Regions from separate parts of the Zea mays genome. Here region 1 is linked to region 2. A link is a contact called in public Hi-C data. All regions are on one chromosome and are shown on one strand. Each heading gives the region's core, a stretch centred on a gene start, on an enhancer-like site or on the middle of the called end of the contact. The rest is flanking DNA. Distances are from core to core; before and after follow the strand shown.

Region 1 (3,110 bases), core at 63-2,562, 230 kb after region 2:
ATCGAATAAAACATACTATTTAGTATCTTTTTTTTCATATATAATCTTTGCTCTTTAGATGATATGTTACACATTCTTGAAACTATAATTGGTATGGAAATGACGATTATTGGTTATGTACTCGATTTATTTTTCATGTGTTTACGAGGCGGCTAATTGGTATTTGGTGAAAAAGAAAAACACATCGATTTTAGAAGGTGTTTGCTTTTTTTAGTCACCCTCCTAGACTTTAGGGACTAAACTTTAGTTGCTAGACATACTATTTAGAATAACTATTTTAGTCCTGTTTGGTATTTTAGAGATTAAAAGTGACTAAATTTTAGTCACTAAATTTACGATATGAAAACCCTAAACACCTTCTTAGGGCTTGTTCGTTTCACGCTTAACCCATGTGGATTGAATGGTATTAAGTCGGTTTAAATCTATAGTAAGTCAAAGTCCATCTATATTTATTCCAAAACACTCTGATTTACATGGAATTAGAATAACCAAATAAGACCTTAGTTGGTTAAAGCTTTTTCATGGGTAATATCATATATACGGTGTACACACCATCTATACGGGTTATATTTAGAGACATTGGCTTTGGTTCTGAACATTATTGTGGTAAGACAACATAAGAGAGCATTTGTTTGGTGAGTAGACTTCTAGGGTCTGATTAGGCCTTGTTTGGCACAGCTGCTGTTTGTTGAAAAAACAGTGTATCTGAGAAGCAGCTGAACTGATAAGCTGCTGCAGAAGCTGGCTGTTTGGTAAAACTTTTGCTTAAATTTATGAAGAAGCTGAAAATAAGCTGTGCCAAACAGGACCTTAGAGCGGATGAGTTTTACAAGGATATTAGGTGACACTATGGTGCCCTATGTATTACTTGTGCACCATATGTCGATAAAATGTTCGGTTTGCTTGATGCTCAAATCTAGGGTTAACACGGTAACGAAACTACTCCATGCGTTCTAAATTAATATTTATTTTATTTTTTGTATTTTTATGTCTTTATTTAAATATATAATGATAAATCTAGACATATAAATAAAATATATATTAATTTTTTAATGAATCTATTAAAAGGCTAAAACTAATTTTAATTTAGGATAAATAGAGCATTTGTTTTTTCTATGAAGTCGGAGATACCTAAAAAACGAGCATAGATTTTAATGCGCAATGCTAGAACACCAAAACTATTCGTGGTTTCAAAAGATGGGCTCAAATTTGCCAGGCTTAGTTGGGCCTAAAAATTTGCTTTCAGCTCGAATCCACGGTCCAATCTAACCTGAAAGATTTTCTAAAAATAAAACTGACCTGAAAGAGCGAAAGGATTCTATACTATTGCTTGAGTGTCGCCTTGTTCAACTTCTCGACCAAGGCAGAGAGAGCTTTCATCCGGCAGCCGCTGAGCCTGAGATCCCTGCACCGCCTCCCGCCCGCCCGCCGGAATGGAGTTCGCCTTAGTCGAGAGTGAATCGTTCTCTCCTTCCTGCCCCACGCTTATCATGGTTTGAAACCCTAACGCTGCGAGCTCCCACTGTTTATTTCTGGAATCGAGTTTTTAGTAGTTTTAACCGATGGCCTACGATTATGTTTGGTCTTCGGATCACCCGGCCGCAGCCAGCGCTGTCGATTGGCAACGTGGGGCAGCTCGCCGTCGACCTTCTCATATCCTCGTCGAGGGCGAGGCGGGTGGCCTACCTCGACGAGCCCTCCGTGCTGCCCTGCGCCGGTAACGACGCCTTCGGCCCTGACGCCGTCGGCGACCTCGCACTCGCTCTCGAAGGTTGGGTGCTCGATCCTTTTTGTCACTCTGTGCTATTCCGTGCTGTTTCAGCGTTGCTGCTTGCGTTCCTTCTGTTAGTCTCTTTATTTCCTGAGCACCAACTGTTCGATAAAAATCGTAGCGCTATGCTGGCGCTGCAAACAGTTCTGTTGTGCGCACAAGTTGTCTGATGGAGTAACCTACTGAGTTTCAGTTGGAGTACGATGGCCCTTAGATTTTTCGTTTAATCTACACACACCTTAAGTTATAAACATACATCGAGTCAGTGTGTGTAATGTTGATACACAATTTAGACTGACCACCTTTCTCTCTTCCTCTTGGCAGCTTATGAATCTACATCTCATAAGCTGGGTTTCATTCAGCAAAGGTCTCCAGTTACTACAGTACGTTGATCTCAGCCTTTAGTTGTGTGGTGGTATTGGACACTGTTTACTTCAATCTAATTGATACAGATTTTCTTTTGTAAATACTTTTTGGTTGGGACAAGGAAAATGAATGAAGCATTAGCGCCAGTGTGCCACAGTATCTGATAACTATATTCCATCTTTCTTTGTTAAATTACACGAAGAAATTACTTTGCTTTGTGTTGTTAACTTCAGACTATGCGACTTGCAAACTTATATGTCATAACTAATTTCTTTTGTAGATCTATATTCTTTGATTGAACATGACTTTGTCAAAGGAAGCAAGATAGCTATTGCACTTTCAAGCAAAGTTACATTGTTAATTTTTAGTACCTTCAGTTTAGTCTTGTGGTCTCAGTGCATATAATTCCTGAATATTTCGTGACTATGTCATTTTTTCGTTGCCAATGTAGGGAATGATGGTTTCATTTGCAAAAAATGTTGCTGATTTCATAAATAGCATCGGGAAGAACCATATTGTCATTATATCAAGTTTAGATTCTGGAAAGAGGAGAGTGATTGATGCATCCAGGTAACTGAAACGTCTAACTGCTGCAGTTCTCTTATAGGATTGATTCTCTGTCAATGTCGATATCATTAACTAACAATGTTTAATAATGTAGTGACATGCAGGTGTATTACCTTTCAAGTTGCAATGAAGATGGTTCTGATCCAGAATATGAGAAATTGGGGTGGAAAAAGCTTGAGGATTATGATCCATCTCAGAAACGGTGGAATTGTCTTGCTAGCCTAGTTGAGGGTGGTGGTCTTTCAGAAGATCTGGATGATGATACTGATGAGATGACAATAAATGATTACTATGCAAGCCTGCCATTTGCAGCACTATTCTCTGCCTGCAAGGTGTCTGATTTTATTTCAGATTCAAAAGATTTTATTGCCTCAAAAGTTGAGTGAATGTTATAATATCACTTTAT
Region 2 (3,203 bases), core at 75-2,574:
AAAGCATCACATTAAGGCAGCCTAAGATACCACAATTCTGATCTAAAAAATCACAATGTGTCCTCCATTCACCGTACTAAAGAAATCAAGAGCGCACAATGTGCCCCCAAGAAGCCCACAATTCTGACCGCAACAGCACAGCGCGTTCCCTATTCGCCAAATAGAAACAAATAATGAAACGTCTCTGTCACCAATCTCTCGAGTCTCAAGCTGCAGAAGTAGAACAGCAGGCAAGAATGCAGAGGGAGCCATACTCGATTTGAAGCAGCAGCATCTGGGAGACCGGGTGCAGCTCGTCCCACTTGGTCTCGTAGCTGGCGGCACGCCCGTCCACCGTGTACAGCATTAGCTGCTGCGACTGCTGTTGCGACCATAAAGCCTGCTGCAACCCCGCCACCAGGCGTTGATGCTGATACTCAGCTAGGGGTGGATATCGAGCCAGCTCGGCTCGTTATGGCTCGGCTCGTTATAGCTTGTTATTGTAACGAGCCAGCTCGGCTCGGCTCGTTATACTAACGAGCTAAACAGCTGGCTCGGCTCGGCTCGTTAGGAAGCTCGAGCCAGCTCGTTAGGCTCGCGAGCCACACAACTAAATATAAAGATCTATGTACATAAATATATGTATAATTGAAAAATCATATTTTAAGTGTTTAACACTACAAACATGTAGTCATGCAATAATACAAATATCTAAGCACATTACACATCCACACATGTCCATATCACAGATCATAACAACGAGAAAACAAGACTATGAGAGATGAGACAACACCAATTACTAGACAAACTTGTGTTGTGGCTTAGCTCGTTTGGCTCGCGAGCTAGCTCACGAGCTAACCCGAGCTGGCTCATTAGAGAACCGAGCTAGAATGCTAGCTTGGCTCGCTACAAAATTAAAACGAGCCGAGTCGAGCCGAGCTACTAACGAGCCGAGTCGAGCGAGTTATCGAGCCACGAGTATTTCGTCCAGCCCTATACTCAGCAAACGACGCCCGCTCTTCTTTATGACGCCGCTGCTCCGACATCCTCCTCGCCGTTCCCGCCTCCTGCGCTTGCTGAGACTGCGGCTGCGCGGGAGGGCGGAGGGCAAGCGCAGTATCCATGGGCACACGGACCGTCGGCGTCGACGTCTCTCCCGGCGCTGGGTATAGCGCACTGGTCGTCCGCGGAGATATCGGTGTCATCAATTCCTCGGGGCTCCCGTAGATCAGCGGGAGAGGCGGCGTCCTCGAGGACGAGGGGGAGTTGGCGCCACCGTAGCTGAGGCGCCTGCACACGTCCTGCAGCTCGGGGGGAAGGTTGAGGTCCAAGCCGAGGCCAGGCATAGGCGGTTCGTTCCCGAAAGCGGAAACAGAGAAAAGAAGGCACGCTGCCGGGTGGGCTGAGGGGGGTGTACGGAACTGCCCTTCTAGAGGCGCACGACGGCACGACTGCTGGACAGCTCGAGTGTTTCTTGTGGGGGAAAGCGGGCCGAGTCGGGTGTGGGGTTTCGTGGAAGGTGTATCTAGGTTTTCGTGTAAACTAAGTTATAAAAAAATAAAAAATTATAAATGGATTTTATTGTCTACTTTACCCCTATATAAAATTTATCTAGGTTCGAATTTATCATATATTGAGAGATTCAAAAAATTGAAAATTTTGTGAGATATTTTTTATTTTTTATCTTTTAATTTATAATAAATTCTATAGTAGTAGAGTGAATAAAGAAGTACACCCATAATTTTCAAATTGTTTTGCGACTTTTATTAGTTAGTTGTGCGGAATTTGTACAGAAGCTGGTTTGCACCTAATACATTGCCTGCTATTTAAGTGCCCGTTCATTTCAGCTGGAGTACTGGTTTACACATAATACATTGCCCGCTATTTAACCACGTGTTCAGGATGGCTCTAGGTTTCATCTCCGGTGTGAAGTTGTAGTTTATAAAATTAATTTAAATAATTTTAAAAATATTTTTAATTTAAATAATAAATGAAATGACTTTTGTAAATGTCTTTTAAAGATTTTTAACTTCAGTTCTACGATTTTCTGAAGCACCTAATAATATGCTCCATCGACTCTATAAGATTTTCTGGAGCTGTACCAAACAGGCTTAAGTGCCCGTTCATTTCAGCTGGTTCCGGGTGGGAAGACGTTCATTTCAGCTGGTTCCGGGTGGGAAGAAATGAGCTGGATTGGTATTTGATCCGGATTGAAACTGCTGTTCATTTGGATTTGAATAAAAACAGATCACAGTGATCTGGTTTGGAGATTCTCCGTCGTTCATGGCCTGGGTAGGAAACGCAGTCTCATATCCTCTGTTCCAGGCCAGGAAATAGTAGACCTGCAATCTTTCTTAGACGCCGTTCGGTTATTATGGATTGGTGGGTCGGAACGATTTCTAACCGGATTACTTCTTTAATTTATATAAATTTTGATTAGCTGAACGATTTCGGGTGCAATCCGACATAAACGAACAAGGCTTTAGGCAGCCGAACGGGGACAACGACCGGTTTTGCAACAGATCAAATTAATGAAAAAAAAACAAACAGTTGAGAGATGTATAAGCAGAATTGCCACCAGAACGCAGAACGTGTGATGTCAAATGCAAACCCCCCCCTCCCCCAACACACACAACTATAATGACCAGAAACCAAAGTAAAACCCAGTGATTTTATTCGATGTTATGTACAAGGAAATTCATTAGTACTCCGTACTTCAGTACACAGAACCTCGAACAAAACATATTCTGAACACTCCAGGTATTTACAGCATAAACCGCACACACCGGTTTTCATTAATAAGTAGAAAAGGACAAGTCTAATCTGCATAGCAGCATAGGTGCAACACTAAAATATTACCACATACCATAAAACGAGCTTCAGCTTCAGATTATCATGCTGCAAAACTTCCAAAAGGGACACCTGGATGGTAGATGACTTGATTCAGTCAGTCTCATGATCAGGGCGTGGGGTGTACCATTCAGGGTATCTACCCATCCTTCTCAGCAACCTTGTGTATGGAGACTCTGGCATCAACGCCTCCTCTTCTTCGGTGAGCTCTTCCTGTGTTTTCGGTATCCCATCAGGCACGGGGAACGGCCTTGGCTTTGCAGTTTGCCCCTGGGAGCCTGATGGTACTGAATTACGAGATTTCTCTGCTATCTTCTTCCGCAAATCTGAGCGATGATGGATGCTCTCGATCAGGTACCTCACGTCACCCTCTG

Evidence for each region. Hi-C and Micro-C count contacts between places; a contact is called where the count stands out from the background.
Region 1: a Hi-C map of leaf shows a contact between it and region 2, with 7 times the contacts expected there. The contact joins the promoter of LOC100194052 here to the promoter of LOC103645634 in region 2. A contact is called at or near these places in 3 of 25 Hi-C or Micro-C datasets (ear, leaf and tassel).

What each region holds. Positions count from the first base shown.
Region 1 is chr1:287,621,008-287,624,117 of Zm-B73-REFERENCE-NAM-5.0, forward strand. It overlaps LOC100194052, which reads left to right and starts at 1,313. Exons shown (of 8, transcript NM_001279719.2): 1 at 1,313-1,493; 2 at 1,606-1,771; 3 at 2,096-2,154; 4 at 2,589-2,707; 5 at 2,799-3,036. The coding sequence starts at 1,434.
Region 2 is chr1:287,392,055-287,395,257 of Zm-B73-REFERENCE-NAM-5.0, forward strand. It overlaps LOC103645634 (nuclear pore complex protein NUP58), which reads right to left and starts at 1,325. Exons shown (of 7, transcript XM_020544330.1): 1 at 1,035-1,325; 2 at 255-382. The coding sequence starts at 1,325. LOC100276501 reads right to left here. Exons shown (of 3, transcript NM_001150274.2): 3 at 2,627-3,203. The coding sequence ends at 2,923.